Linked DNA regions of Mus musculus: region 2 is linked to region 1. The links are chromatin contacts, called in public Micro-C maps. All regions are on one chromosome and are shown on one strand. Each heading gives the region's core, a stretch centred on a gene start, on an enhancer-like site or on the middle of the called end of the contact. The rest is flanking DNA. Distances are from core to core; before and after follow the strand shown. Region 1 holds the start of Plpp4 (phospholipid phosphatase 4). Region 2 overlaps Plpp4 (phospholipid phosphatase 4).

Region 1 (7,762 bases), core at 1,783-4,282:
CGTTTGCTTGTTTAAGTTTTGAAGCAGGGCTGCTCCAGAGGCACAGAGGATGAGATCATCTGCAGACTGTTCCCTGAGTCTAAATGCATAAATCCTGGGCATCAAACTGGACTTCTGGACAAAGGGTTTTTCCTCAAGTGTTGGCAAGAGAGCTGACATGCCCATGAGTCCAAGGCCCATCTCATTAGGCCTCACTTAAAGTCCACAGGGAGTAGTCTGTGGATCAGCTGAGAGGACATGCCTGCTGCCAGGCATGAAGGGGGATCAGGATGCAAGCACATCTCCAGGAGAGGGTTCTCTAGAGCAACAGCTCTCAACCTGTGGGTCGTGACCCCTTTGGAGGTCAAATGACCTTTTCGCAAGGGTCACATATCATATCACACACCACACATATTGGATATCTGCATTGCAATCTATGGCAGTAGCAAAATCACAGTCGTGAAGTAGCAAAGAAGCATCTTATGGTTGAGGATCACAGCATAAAGAACTGTATTAAAGGGTTGCAGCCTGAGGAAGATTGAGAGCCACTGTTCTAGAGCATAAGCTAGCAAGAGGTGGGGAGGCTCTCCCTGGTCTAAAACTAGCTTCTGGTTCTGGGAGATAGGGCATCCGTGCCAAGTTCAAATGAGTGATGACTGCATAGTCTGCACTGGTCAGCGTGGCAGGCAGACCAGATTCTACTTGCCTGGATGGAACTCCCCGATGTCCCAGGGCTGCAGGGAACGCAGTCTTGATGGCAGTGAGCCTTCACTCAGTCCCCTCCTCACCACAGTGCTGCCAAAGGGAAGAAGAGAACTTCCTCGCCAAAGCTAGCCTCTGCCAAGGCACCAGAAGCTTATCCGAGGAAACAAGAGGTCATCTGTGTCCCCTCTCCTCCTATGTTCTCCCAGAAGCCATTATCTGCATAAACTGCCACCCCCAGCTTGACTTCAGTGCCAATCTGGTCTTTATAGATAATATTGGCAATTTCATATGAAACTCAAGAATCATGCCAAAATGCAATCAATGTCCATATGTATCCTGTGGTGGCAGGTGATTATAGATCCCGCACTAAAGAACACAGGAGGGGCCTTTGGGGAAAACACTGAAAAGTGATGGGTGATTTCATTGGTTGGTTGGTTGGTTGGTTAGTTGTTTTGTTTTTTACATGATGTTCTTAGAAAAAGCCAGACACACAAACAAAATTTACCAAGTTTTCTAATTCACTAAACGAGCCATTGTAGATTTGAAAACATCTCATACGTGTTTGGAAGACTGTTTGAAAGGAAATGTGAAAACATATAAATATTTTGCATGTGGTTAGACCCTTTTAAAATAAATCTTCCCGGAAGCAATTAAAGCAGAGAGCCTTCTAGCCTATTTCATGTTATTCCTGCATTACTTTTGTACAGACATTCCCCCCCCAACAAATGTTAGATTCTACCATGCACTAACCATCAGTCTATCATTTTTAACACCTAATCATTGAGTGGGGTTTTAGCCTATCTGCCAACCCAAAACTGCCCCCCATGCAATCAACCGGCAGCCAGGCCTTTGAAGGTTTACTCCAAAGGTAGAAAGACAGAGAGAAAGAAGGGGGAGGGGCTTGATTCTTTTCATATGCATCAAGATCCAACTGAAGTTCCTTCTCCCTGTTCCCAGTGAATAACACTAGTGTTCAGGCAGAAAGGGGAGGGGGTGGCCCACATCTGGAAAGCTCCTAGTCTTTTCTGATGGTATGAATGAATCCTCAGGATGAATTTAATCCCTAATTTAAACGCATGTGCGCGCGCGCGCACACACACACACACACACACAATAAATAAATAAATAAAATTTAAAAAGCATTCCTTTCTATGCATATACCCCAAGGTGCAGAAGTAGTCTTTTATACTACACACTTGCCTACCTGCCATGGTTGGGGCAGAAATTTATTGGGAGGGGTGCTTCTTGATTGCCTTGATGGGACACACACACACACACACACACACACACACACACACCAAGACTCCAGTAAATCGAGAAAGTCCGTGCAACTTTAATATATAAAATGTGTCAGCCAGCCATGGGTAGGAAAGAGAAAACCTGACCTACTACTGGGGGTAACAGTGCAGATGTGTCAGCCGTGGTAACCCGCAGTTACCCCCTTGGTAACTTAAGGCTACCTGCTAGGTGGGTTTGAACCCAAGAGACTAGAAAGCCGAGAAAGCTCCTTGGGGGAGCCCGAGCACAGACATTTCTGAAGAAATGGCACCAGGCTCCCTCCTTTTTTCCGAAATGACTATTCCTAGGTGCCACCTGAACATTTCAATGCTGTCCCCAAAGGGCTTCTGCCAGTCACATGTAAAAGGAGCTCCTGGTGTTCTGAGCCCCGCAGCCTGCTGCAGATCCTGACCTGCTCAACCCTCCATGGCAACAGTTTTCCAGGCAGAGAAGTAACGCAGACACCTATTTGAGGCTCTGTAGGGCTGTCAGTTCAGGAACCAGGGACATAGAAGGAGACCTAGGCTGACCCTGGCTGCCTGGGCACAGCATGGGGTGTCGGGAGAAGGGGCCAAGAGTAAAAACTGCCATCATCAGCTTCAAAGATCACAGGAGAGAGAGAAACTTCCCTAGGGCACGAGCCAGGCTGCCTGTCCTGGTCTTAAGGAGCAGCCTAAATTCCAGGGACAGGTGTGCGCGGGGCTGGTGAAAGGATCAGACTTGGGGCATCGGAGCTAGGGCCGCCAGACTTGCTTCCAGACTAGGAGCTACTACGGAAGCAGGTCTCAGTCCTGGGCATGCTAGGATTACTGTGCGCTGAGGGTCCCAAGAAAAGGAGGAGAGGATTTCTTTTGATCCCGTATGGAACATCCCCGGCACCAACCAAGGAGGGAATCTCGAACCCAGGCCCCGGCGAGACACAGCAGCGCAAACAAAGTTGGGGCTCCCAGAGGCTGAGTCTTTAGGTCCCCTCCCGCGGTGCACCACTACTTACACAAAGACCCCGAAGAGAAGGGCTCGCACCCCGATCTCGATGGCCAGCTCCCGCATGGTGCAGCCGGAGTAGCTCCCGCAGCGGCAGCTGGCGCTGTCCGTGGCTCCCACGGCTCGGCCGGAGCGGCTCTCCGGAGCCTGGGCGGTGAGGGAGGCGCGCTGCAGGCCGCGGGCGGGGGCGGGAGGCGGGCGCGGGGTGGGGGCGGCGGGGAGGGCTCAGTCCCAGCCTCCCGCTCTGGGCTCCCGGACACCCAGACACCAGCCTCTTCAGGTCCCACTCCTGATAACGCCGATCAGGGGCGCGTCAGGGACTCACTGCTCACTTGCGATCAGTGCTGTTTCTGTGTCCTGGGTTTGCGCCTGGCGCCCAGGACCCAGGAGGGGAAGCCTGGGGGATGCCCTGCTGTCGTCGCCGCCGCCTCCCTCCCGGCGCGCTGCGCGGCTTCCCGGCTACTGGGCCGCCCCTGGGCTCCGCGCCCAGCAGCACGCTCCGCCGGCGGCCGCTGCGCGCCTCCTCTCCAGCCTGCGACTCCTGCTCTGGCTCTCTGCTCTTTCTTCGCACACCCGCACGTGGACATGGAGATGGGCGCTTTGGGGATTCTCTCACACTCAGGACAGCCCTGGCATTCTCTGGCTCCACCTGGGAGCGCTTCTTCCTTTCTGCTTTCTGACCCTCTTAGGTCTTACCAACCTCAGATTTTCTTTTCCCCACCCCTGATTCTAGAAAGTTCCCAGAAGATTGCTCCCAATCTTTGCTTTCTCTCAGAAGGTGCCAGACTGGAATACAAAAACCCTGACACAAACTGAGGGCCAATGTGAACTTGGTCCCCGCCCTCTTATGCCACCATTGTTATGTAGTATCTGAGGACCCTCTCCTCTCCTCCAGCATCCTCCAACACCATCAGTGGCTTGGGGCTGCTGTGCTGTGGATATGAACAGCAGCTCTCTTAGCATCCCTGCCTGCACATAGCAGGCTATCATCAGGCAACAAGTAGAAGCAGGAGCCTTGGTCTCAGTACTCAGTCAGAAATTCAAATATAAATAAATGGTGGCCTGGGGGTGACAACCACAAGCCTGGGACCGGCGGCTTGGTCTTGGCTTTGCATTTGCATCACCCGTAGAAGTCATTAATCATACTTGTAGGGTTGTCTCTGGGGAACTTGGATCTTTCTTGGATTCTAGGAAAGACCTCTCAGGATTTTGTGAGCAGGGATGGATTAGAAGTTGGCTCCCGGTCCTGGGGATCTAGATTTCCCACTTGGACCCAAGTAGGAGTAGGTAGAAAGCAGACCCTGTTGCCAATGGCACATGCCAGCCCTTAGACAGCTGAGCCCAGGCGCCTCAGTGGGGAGGGATCCAGGCTGTGTGGAAGGAACACCATCCCAGCAATTGAAGATACAGAAGCAGTGTCTGCTGTCTGTGGAGGGCTTTGGCACGTGAGCAGTGCATGTATAGATCATCAGGCACATGGGATATCATGTTCAGGGAGACCAGGAGAGATGTGGAAGGAGGAGGAAGTGGCTCTGTTCTCCATGACTTGGGCCTAGCATTCCTATGAAGACAACTCTCTTCCCACAGCTTGACCAAGTTGTACCGGAAACCCTACGGCTGAGGTTGCCCGGTAGCTGTGTTCTGAGTGGAGTGATAACAAGAATGCGAGCAGAGACTTCACTTAACTGTAAGCATTAACCAGGCAGCTGTGCAAAGTGGGGTGCTGGATGCTAGGACTCATAATGTATTTCGCCCTGGAGAAGAGGGGTTCCACCAATCACACAGAGAAGTAAGACAAGATTAGGTGGGTGGTGAGGACCTCCTTGTGGCAGTCCTACCTACTCACCAGAGTCTATAGCAGAGACTACAATTGTGAATCTTATGTTTACGTTGTATTTGCTGTCTATTTGAGGCACCATCTCACTTCAATCACACTGACCTCAAAATCTCTGTAGCTTACATTGGCCTTGAACTTCTGACCTTCCTGCCTCTGCCTTCCAAAGCTGGGCTTATAGGTATGTGCGATTGCCATGTCAGGATGAAGATTATGGCTTTCATTTCTTATCTGTAAGAGAGTTACCTGGAGAGAGAACCTGAAAAGGTGTGCGACTTCATTGCTACAGTTAAGAAGTGACTTTGAGCCAAAAGAATAATGTAAACACCAAGAGCCAGCCACAAACCCTTTGATCTACAATGGTGTCCTGCCTGCAAGATCTGCTAGGGCAATGTTGGCACAAGCTTGTGGGAGTAACCAACTAATGTCTGATTAGACTTAAGACCCACTCCGTGAGATGGAGCCCATACCTGACACTGCTTGGAGTGACCAAGAACCTGAGACTTGATAGCCCAGGGACCTAGGGTAAAACCAAATACTACTGTTCTGAAAGAGAGAATGAGAGAGAGAGAGAGGGAGAGAGAGAGAGAGAGAGAGAGAGAGAGAGAGAGAGAGAGAGAGAAAGGAAGAAAGAAAGAAAGAAAGGAAGGAAGGAAGGAAGGAAGGAAGGAAGGAAGAAAGAAAGAAAGAAAGAAAGAATGAAAGAAAGAAAGAAAGAAAGAAAGAAAGAAGGAAAGAAAGAAAGAAAGGAGAGAGAGACAAAAATATAACAATAAAATGAGTCTTAATGATATTCTACTATACTGTGCCTCGCTCAGCCATCATCAGAGAAACCTCCTCCTTCACAGAACAAGTGTAAAGACCCACAGCCAGACATAATGCTGAGAGTGAGAGACCTTGGAACTCTCAGCCCTAAACAGGATGTCTCCATCAAATCCTTCCCCTCAGGGTTCAGAGAACCCCAGGGAAGAAGAAACAAAAAGAGAGTAAGAGCCAGAGGGGATGGAGGGCAGCAGAAAAGAAGGCCTCTAACCAACCTGATCAAAGCTTGGCTGAAGTCACAGAGACTCAGGCAGCAAGCACAGGACCTGCGCTGGTCTGGATCAGGTTCTTGGCACATACATGATGGCTTCCCATTTAGTGTGTTGATGGGATTCCTGGGTGTGTGTAGCTCTATTTCTTGTGCCTGCTCTTGGGCTATTTTCCTGCTCTTTGTTTTGTACAACTCTGATGAGTTAGTTTTTGTTTTTTATCACATTACATTTCTTTTTATCGCTATCTCTCAGTAGCTTCTTTGTTTGCTAATCCAACGTGGATCCAAATGGGAGGGGGGAAGGAGGGAAGAGAGTGAGAGGAGTAGAGGAAGGCAAACCCATAATCAAAATATATTGTGAGATAAACTGAGTCTATTTCAAATAAAGGGGGAGTGGCTTTGAGGGGTAGAGCTTTAAAGAACCACCTGATCCAAGCCCCACTCCTCATTTGATGCTTGAATGAGTGCTATGTCTTGTCATCTGAGACATTCTGTGCAGACTGCTCGTCCCTTTTGAGAGAGCTCGTCTACCTTTCAGACAGCTCCACTGAAAGCCCTGCCTTGAGGGAACTCACTACCCTGCAGCTTCTGTTGATTCAGTCATTCTGCTGGCCCCATTCCTGCACCCAGCCGCTGTGGTCAGAGCAGCCTTATAGCAAGCCACGGGTGCTGCAAGCTAAATGTATTTAAGAAAAAATTACTGAAAGGCCCACGGTCCTATGGGCTTCAGGTTCCACTTCATTCAGGGCGCAAAGAACATCATCAGGACTTGATGTTTTTTATCCAGCTTTCCGCTGTGTCTGTCCTGTAGGGTCTTACTTGGAGTCTTGATAGTCAAAGAGTTCTATTAGTCAGAATCAGATTGCCTTGATCTCATGACTCCCAACAATGTCATTGCTGAATGCCATTCTTGCTTCAAACCCTGAGCCAATCACCATGGCCAGAAAGTCATACTGGACTGCTTGTCCCAGACATGGGCTCCTGCTTCATCCAAAGCCCCTGACTGTGAATGAGGCCAAGGTGAGCCCACAGACAGGGTGGACACCTTGGCGTACACTGCATGCTTGATGAGGTGATGAATGAACGGCCTTCTGTGCCATGACCATGCAGACTGGAGACAACTAGGTTGTTCCAATAGGGATGTTCTAGCCAACCAGCGATAGGCTGCCTGTGTCTGCTTTTGTCAGTACTGACTTTAGAGCAGACTGGAGCAAAGCTGGGATGGCTTTCCCAATGCTTGTCTTCAGCTGTCCAGTTCCTGTCACTTTGGCCCAAACCACCCTGTCATCTGTCCTAATGACTTCTTCTGTCACATTTCCAAGTCTGTTGGAAGAAAGCACTAGTCAGACTCATTATATAAACCTGTAACATGGTTTCTTGGTGTTCCTCTCTCTCTCTCTCTCTCTCCCTCTCCCTCTCCCTCTCCCTCTCTCTCTCTCTCTCTCCCTCCCTCTCCCTCTCTCTCTCTCTCTCTCTCTCTCTCACACACACACACACACACACACACACATACACACACACACCTGTTTGAGCCAGGTCCCTCTTGAAGGGCAGACCTGCTCTATCTCTTCTAAAGAGGGCTACAGAGGACACCCTCATACCCTCAGTGCTTTGGATCCCACAAAGCAGGCAGCCACCTCCATTGTTTGTATACAGCTGGCCCTCGCAACTATCCAGCTATGAACATCTGCCAAGCAGGTAGAGAACTCCAGAAGAACCATGCCGCTGCACAACCAGGTAAATGAGTCCACAGAAACGTGGAGCAAAGGCAGAGTAGAAAAAGCCGCTGGTGTAAGCAAGACCAGTCCTGACAGTCCTGCTGGGCCGTCAGAAGCCTACTGTGGAAGGTGGAGCACTCTAAGGAAGAAAGAAGCTTGGATCTGGGCTGCTAACAGGCCCACATGTTCTTTGCTGTAAGAAATGAAATGACGAATCACTGAAGTATTCCT
Region 2 (7,762 bases), core at 2,060-4,559, 50 kb before region 1:
GCTTTTCTGAGGATGTCATTACTATTTATTCTACTCTGACTGCACTTGACTCAATCACCAAACCTATATTATTTTTCTGGTTACATTTGACCAAGAGTTTTGATACACACAAACACACATGCATGTGTGCTCATACATGTGTGCTCATACATGCATGCTCATACATGCGAGCTCGTGCATGCATACTCATGACTTATGACTTGGGGCCATGAATTACTGGATAAGGAAGCACCTGGGTCAAGGCTCCCTAAGAAAGCATTTCAGTTAGAAAGTAGGAAAATTCACCTTCAGATAAGAACATTCCAACCTACGAAAAGACCCAAGATTTTCCATACGGAAGAAAATTTAGGCCAGTGAGGTGGATAAGCCAATAGAGGCACACTATGCAAATCTCTACTACCTGAGTTTCATCACAGGAATCTACATAGAATAAGGGAAAGAACCAAGCAATGCTCCCAAGTTGCTTTCTGACTGTGGCAAGCATGCCACGGCATGTGTGCATGTGTGCATACACACACACACACATACACACACACACACACACACACACACACACACACACACACACACACACTAAACAAATGAGTAGAATTTGAGCTTCCAAGGGGACTGGCCTAGATTAGATATCAGTGAGACTATGTTCTCTAGTCAAAATTCTCCTGAAGACACTGGGAAATCTGAGGGCCCAAAGCTGACAAACAATAGATATTATTAAGCTCTTCATAAAGTCTAGGAGAATAAATCTAATTATGGGATGACAAAGTATTTTCCACCTTTGCGTTTTGGGTATTTTAAATGATGTTTCTGCTCTCCTGTTGCTCTTGTGGGCTGCACTGGATTTGTAGCTGATAGAGTGTCCTTCATCACCCACTATTAACTAAGGAAAAGGTTGAGCTTGTTTTATTTTAAGATTAGAGAGTGAGCCAGTCCAGGAAGTCAAATCGACTTCTAGCTTCCAGAAAGTGTGGTGCTGGATGCCCTTTTTGCATCTCATTCCAACCACTGGCAATATGCAAATTGTTTCAGCCCACTTGTGTCTGTAGCTAGAACACTTGTGGTGTCTGCATTTAGTCTTCAAAACAATCCATTGTTCATAAATCCAGGCCGGAGCTGCAAATTCCTCTTGGTGTCCTGTATGAGCATTCATCTCCAAATTGCCTTTTACTGCACATGAAATGTGAAGCCCTGGGAAGAACGGGTCTGAGTGATAAACAGACGCTTTCCCCTAATTGTGCTGTGAAGACATTAGCCACATACCAGTTCGTTCATATCTAGGATTTATTGAGTTAGAATAGAATTGGAAACGAATCTTATTGTAATACGTGAGTATTTGTTATGCCCTACTGCCAACCGACCTTAATATTTCACTTTCTCTAAGATTTACAGAAACCTATTTTCTTTTTCCAAGCTGAAAAGTAATTATGAAAGCAACTATAATAACACCTCACTGTCCACACAGGGTAGCATCCATTTTCATAACACCTGACTGTGCACACAAAGTAGCAGCCATTTTCTTAACACCTGACTGTCCATGCAGGTTAGCAGCCATCTTCATTTGCAGATATGGGTATCTTTCCAACTGTCATTACTTAAAACACTTTACTCCGTGAAATAACACCATTTCTTTCAAATAGTCCAATGTGTGTCGTGAATGTTCTGGAACAGTCATGGTGGGTCAAAAAGGAATCACCTCCCATCCACTAGGCAGCCCATAGGAAAGTTTTGTTATTGTTCCTAGTGAAGGGGCAGCACGTGACGGCTTCCTCTGCTACAGAGCTGCTCACTGGCAATGCTCCAAGAATAACAGCACTAGTAAGGAGTTCCCGACTCAAACATCCAGGAAAGTCTCAAGGAGGACAGTTGAGCTCCATAGTTGGTTACCCAGATCATACACTGTCACCCACTAACTGTGGCATCAGGGTCATTCCTTCATCTCTCTGGGATGAACTTCTGACCCTGAAAGCCGTGAATAGTAATGACCCCTTCCTCTCTGACATAGTCTAGGACCATATAATGTAGTCTCTAATATGCACTGGCACACAGGGAGGGAAAGGGAAAGGCTATAATTGCCGTGTGGTAAGAGGAGGGAAGAGTAACCCCACTCTGTCACTTGATTAGGTGTTTCCTCATTTGTTCTAGGAGATGCAGATAACATCTAGTGTTTGATATGGGGTAGGCTGTCCTTTGTTTGTTTGTATATGTCCGGGTATATGGTGTAAATGTATATATTCCTTTTGGCATGTGTATGTAGCATGTATAGAGGTCACTAGTTGAAATCAAATGCCTTCTTCAATGGTGCTCCACCCTACATATTGAGTCAAGGTCTCACACTTGAACTTATCGCATACATAGTGATTTGGCTAGTCTAGCAAGCACACTTGCTGAGACTCGCCTTTCACGTGCTGGGATTACAGACTGGTCATCAAACCCACTCAGCATTTACATAGATACAGGGGATTTGATCTCCAGTTCTACACTTGGGTGGAAAACATTTTACCTAATGAGTCATACCTCAGCCTACCAAAGGGTCATCTTATCACCAGACAAGTGGTTAGCAGAGCTCTCTGTATTGCCCAAGTTGGAAATTTTCAGGCTTATCCTGAAAGGAGAAGGGACGGTAAATTCTTGTCACTAGCTTCCAGTCTGACTTTACTACACTGTCACTATGCGGAAACATTCAACTTAAGTCAGGTAGGCAAATCCGCTCTGTTTCTGAAGTGTTGGACAGTCACAGTCTCTCAAGTGAGCAATCGGTGCCTGTCATGCTCTGGAAGCGAGTTTCAATTGGATGCGCTACCTTCCTCTTTTTCTAAAGTTGCCTACTGTCTTCAGCCTAGCACAGCAAAGGTCAAAGCCCATTTGGTGTGTAGGTGGGCTAGTGGACACACTGGCCACCAAATCGTGGTACTTACAAACATGAGGCGGGTAGGTATGTTGTCTGACTGCACCAAAGGATTTTTATAGAGCCAGATCTCTTCCGGCTGGATGACTCTCTGGAATGGATCCAAAAATTCTGTAAAACTGAAACAAAACAGAGAAAAAGGACATGACAGCTGAGCACTCAGGGGCCGTGGAAAGGGCTTCCCAGGGGAAGCCATAGTTTGCATGCCCCCAGAAGAGTCTTCCCGACTTCTGGGAAGGGGAGAAACAAGGAGCCTCTGATGATGAGCCTCAGCCAGTTCCAACCAGAGAAAGACAAAGCAACAGAGACTCTAGCATCCTGTCACCCATGGCAGTAAGGACTCATTCCCTGGCTAAGGAGACAGCCAGGAAACAGCTTTGCAAAGACTCTAAGAACCCAGGCTCCCAACGTGAGCTGAAAGCTCAAGTATCACACAGCGGCTCACTTGGGGCCAGGGCCCGGCCAGGCTGTGAGCACAGTGTCTGAGAACAAAGATCTGAAACAGGAGTGGACTCAGCAGGTTCCCTGGACCTAACGAGGGGACAGGATGTTTCCCCGCCCTCCCTCCCATTGTCCAGATGAGGTCATGATGCTGCTTCACCTCCACTAGGGGGCAGTGGAAGGATGAGGTGAGGCGACGGGATGTTTTCAGTCTGCTAATGGGCTAGCTCTAGGCATCTTCCCTCTTCGTCTTTTTACCCTCTGAGAACTACTCCTGCCATGGTAATCTAGCACATCCCCAGCCTGGGCTAGCTCTTCATTAGTTGGACAACCAAAAGCAAGCCTTAAATAAAAAAGTGATGGGGGTTGGGAGACAGGCAATATTATGAATCAGACTTCAGCCAACGGCCTTTGCCCAGCATTTCCAGCCCTGCCTCCACCTAAATTTCATTCAGAATGGTTTCAAGCATGAATTGTTGGAAGCTGGAACATCAAGAAGTTCCAGTCTTCCACTGCCTGGCTGAGAAATTTTGATCCTGAGCCAAAAGGATCTAGAAACTTGGGTCTTCCCATAGTCACCCCTATTTTAGTCCTGGATCCAGAAATTCTCCTTGTTTTAGGCAAAAAAGGGACAGTCATCCAAGAGCGAGGTTCTAGCAGAACTGTCCACCTTGGAACCTCACTATGTATCCTAAACTTGGGTGTCATATGACCTTAGTCTGTCTGCACGTTCATGCACGTTTTCAGCAGTGAGTATACAAGGACTGTGGACTGAGAGCCTCCTAGGAGAGCTGGCCCCACTAGGAAGCCCTGATACTGCCAAACTTAACATACACTCTGAGCAGCTTCACAGTAATACCATCAAACAGACCAGCGTCCCAGTGAATTCTAATGTGCATCTATAAGAACCCATAATCCTCCATGCCTGTTTCTATATGCCTTCCTGCCCTTCCTTCTATTCTCTCTTCTCTGCATCCTCACATCTAACTGTCGGTGGGGTTTTAAATGCCAAGAATTTGTGTACTTAGGAATTCAAAAATAAAAAATAAATAGAGCTGTCTTTGACAGATCTGTTTAGCCCTGTGACAATAGCACCTCCACCTGAAATGAAAGAGTCACCTGGAAAACATTTGCCAGGGTAGTAATTGTCATAGAGACCAGCCAAACCCTCACCAACCTGTGCCCAGAATGTGTCTATTGTAGAATGGGATCCCAAGTGTGTCAAGAACCTGGTCTGCAAAACTGCTATGGCCCTGTGTACTTTCTCCAAAGCAAGGATCTGAAGAGCACTTCCCTGGGCACCAGAGAACTGCTCCGTGGCACGATCCTCCCATGAAGCTGCTCTATGCCACTTAGTAAAGCACTGCCCTTTGTGGGGCTGCAGTGTACACAGGTGCAATGGGGCAGCTTGGAACTAAATCAGAGGCCACAGCTGGAGATGGGTGAGAACTTCTGGAGGCTTGTTAGCCAGATGTATGTTATGGTATCCATAAACAGTATGGATAGGACCTGGGGGTGTGGATTTTAAACCATTCTCCAGGTCCCAGGCTCCAGCTCTGACGCCAGTAATCCCTTAAGGGACCTGAATTCTTGACTTCAAGAAACTTGATGACTTAATTTTCTTGATTGACAACCCTGGGGTTTCAATCCAGCCCTGGCTGTGTGGTGCACAGAAAGTGCTTTTCTTAATATCGCTGAGCCTCAGTTTCCTTTTTGTGAGGTGAACGTATCTCACAGATCTGGAATGGAAATTAAATTGAAAGAATACACATGGAGGTGGGGAAGAAGCTTGGTTGGTAGATGCTTGCCTGGCAGGCACGAGGCCCCAGGTCCCATTCCCAGTGCTAGATAAACATTGTGTGGTTGTGCACACCTATAGTCCCAGCTTTTAGCCAATAGAAGCTAGAGTTCAAACAAATGAAGGCTAGCCTGGGCTCTATATGAGAAAGGAAAAGAGAAAGAAAAAGAGGGAAAAGGAAACAGAAGAGAAGAAATAAATAAAAGAATGGGAAGGGAAGGGAAGGGGAGGGGAGGGGAGGGGAGGGGAGGGGAGGGGAGGGGAGGGGAGGGGAGGGGAGGGGAGGAGGATTTGTGAACTGCATAGAACACATAGTATTTTTTCCACTTACCACCACACTCCAGTCTCCAGTGTGTGTTTTCACCAGTTTTTAGTATATTCTTTGACTGTGTCACAGCCTGATCCTTGCCTCCAGGTATTTTAAAAGCATTTTAGATGAGATGAAATGCAATAAAGTTTGTCTAAAAGATATTTTTACACCACATAAGCTGCTCGTGATAGCTAAACCTTCAAGAATATCCTGATCACCATGACTCTATAAATCAACCTAAAATTTTTGATTTTGCTCATGACTTTGTGGCTCAGGAAATTTTGTGGGTCCTGCTGAAGAGCTCTTGCTTAGCCACTCTCCTTCTATAGAGCCTATAGTGCTGCACTAGGCATTATCAAGATGGCCACCTGCTGCCGGCAGCCTGACTGGAGCTGAACTGAAGGACTGACACATCACACCCCAGTCCCCAGGTACTGAGAATTTCATCCTGTATCCCAAGAGAAGCAGACCAAAGCAAACGGCGTCTCCTGATCCAGCCTTGAGAATGGATAATGTCGTCTGCATACTTTGGATGTTCATGACTCCCAAGGACTCGTGTTTGAACACTTGGTTTCTAGGAGGCGCTGCCGTTTTGGAAGGCTATGGAACCTTTAGAAAGTAGAACGGAGCTGGAGGGAATGGGTCACATGACATTTATAGGTCCACATTGTTTCTTGTGCTCAGTTTCCCAATCTGCCCAAATATAAGTGAACAGCCTTAGCTACCACTTCAGAGAGATGCTTCTGTCTTCCCTGCCAAGGTGGACTGTATCCTCCAACCATGAGCCAGAAAGGACACTTCATCCCTTAAGGATTTTTAAGTCAAGTATTCGGTTACAATGAGAAGACTAATGAAGCAGTCAGTCTGACCACACTTACGGGTGAATCTTAAAGTCTTCTTCAGAGAAGGGAAACAGATGCCTTCCCTTGACAGATATAGTAAGTCTTGACTACAAAAAAGCAGATGGTAAAGAATATGGCTTCAGCTACCACTGAAGCGCCATCTGGTATCCACAGGGTGACACTAACTGTAGTGGTACACAGCCCACTGTCAGAGACCCCAAAACCTTGACTCCCATTTCTTCCCCACAAAGCAGGCCATGGGGAAGAACTGGGAGTCAAGACACATCTGTCTCTGCATCTCTCTATCTCCTGCCTATGGTGGTGTTAATGTATACATGCATGCGTGTTAGTGGAGGCCAGAGGTCAACTAACCTCCCATATTGTTCCTCATATGTTGCCCCCTTGTTTTTTGACACGGGGGTCAATGAGACTTGGAATGCCCACTAGGCTAGACTACCTGCAGCAAGTTCTGGGGATTCACCTGTTCTGCTTCTCTAGCACGGGGATCACTCATGTATGTCACTGTGCCCTTCTTTTTAAGAGGATGCTGGGCTTAAACACATGTCCTCATGCCTTTGTGTTAAACACTTTACTCAAGTTATGTCCCTGGTCTAAAACTTTTACGTCCTAAAGGTCAGGTGCAATTTTTCTAAAATGCTGCAAATACTGAGACTTTTGACAATCCTTTACTGTACCCGGAGTGGCTGTAGCAAAAACCCCACATCTATCAGGCAAATCATATCCCCTGGGACCAATAGTGCTAAGAAAGATAGATGTCCCTTCTCCAGCCACTGGCGTCTGCCTCAGAGAAACCAGACAGGAAGGCAGCTGCTCAGAGGACCCAGGGCTTATAAAAGCAAATGGGGTCAGAAGAGGGCATGTAGAGGATAGAAAACACTAGAGACATTAACAGAGCTTCCAGGGGAGGGCACACGGAGCCCTGGACAAATCCTTGGGAGTAGGCTATAAAGCAAGAAGTAGAAAGTCTGGTTCTGTTCTGGGCCTGGGGAGATCATCCAGTCAGGGAGATGCTAACAGCACAACCATGGAGACCAGATTTTGATCCCTGTATCCTACATAAAAAAGCAAGGCACAGGAGTGAGCGTCCATAATCTCACCACTGCGGAAGGCAGAGACAGGAGGATCCCTGGAGCTCACCGACCCTCCATCTTAGCCTACCTAGAATGTTCCAGGACAGTGGCAGGCTCTGTCTCAAGAAATAATAATTAATAGCCAAGGTTGATTGTCATCTGAAAACAACTGAAGTCTGAGGAAAGACAGAGCGATCCTTTGGCCCCCACATGCACCTGCACACACAAAATGTACCTGCATATACAATAACATGTGCACGCGTGTGCACACACACACACAATGAGGTGTGGAGCTGTGAGGTACTATCTCTAGTTACTGATGTACCAGGGCACACTCCACACTGAGGACATCCAACAGTGTAGTGTGTTGGGTCATAG

What was found. Hi-C and Micro-C count contacts between places; a contact is called where the count stands out from the background.
Region 2: a Micro-C map of stem cell-derived neural progenitor cells shows a contact between it and region 1, with 3 times the contacts expected there. The contact joins the enhancer-like site here to the promoter of Plpp4 in region 1. A contact is called at or near these places in 3 of 39 promoter capture datasets (embryonic stem cells, epiblast stem cells and neutrophils), 5 of 484 Hi-C or Micro-C datasets (the G1E-ER4 cell line, cerebral cortex, stem cell-derived neural progenitor cells and 2 more) and 3 of 115 datasets of contacts at active chromatin or transcription factors (SST interneurons, embryonic stem cells and neural progenitor cells).

What each region holds. Positions count from the first base shown.
Region 1 is chr7:129,252,364-129,260,125 of GRCm38.p6, reverse strand. Plpp4 (phospholipid phosphatase 4) reads right to left here and starts at 3,032. Exons shown (of 7, transcript NM_001080963.1): 1 at 2,957-3,032. The coding sequence starts at 3,012.
Region 2 is chr7:129,302,883-129,310,644 of GRCm38.p6, reverse strand. It overlaps Plpp4 (phospholipid phosphatase 4), which reads right to left. Exons shown (of 7, transcript NM_001080963.1): 2 at 2,913-3,021. Among named protein-coding and RNA genes, the nearest start is that of Plpp4, 50 kb to the right of the region's middle. Within about 2 kb of position 3,309, at least 24 of the 459 cell types and tissues checked have an H3K27ac peak or open chromatin away from gene starts, as enhancers often do. A contact at or near this core is called in cerebral cortex, neural progenitor cells, stem cell-derived neural progenitor cells and 1 more, where this site is marked.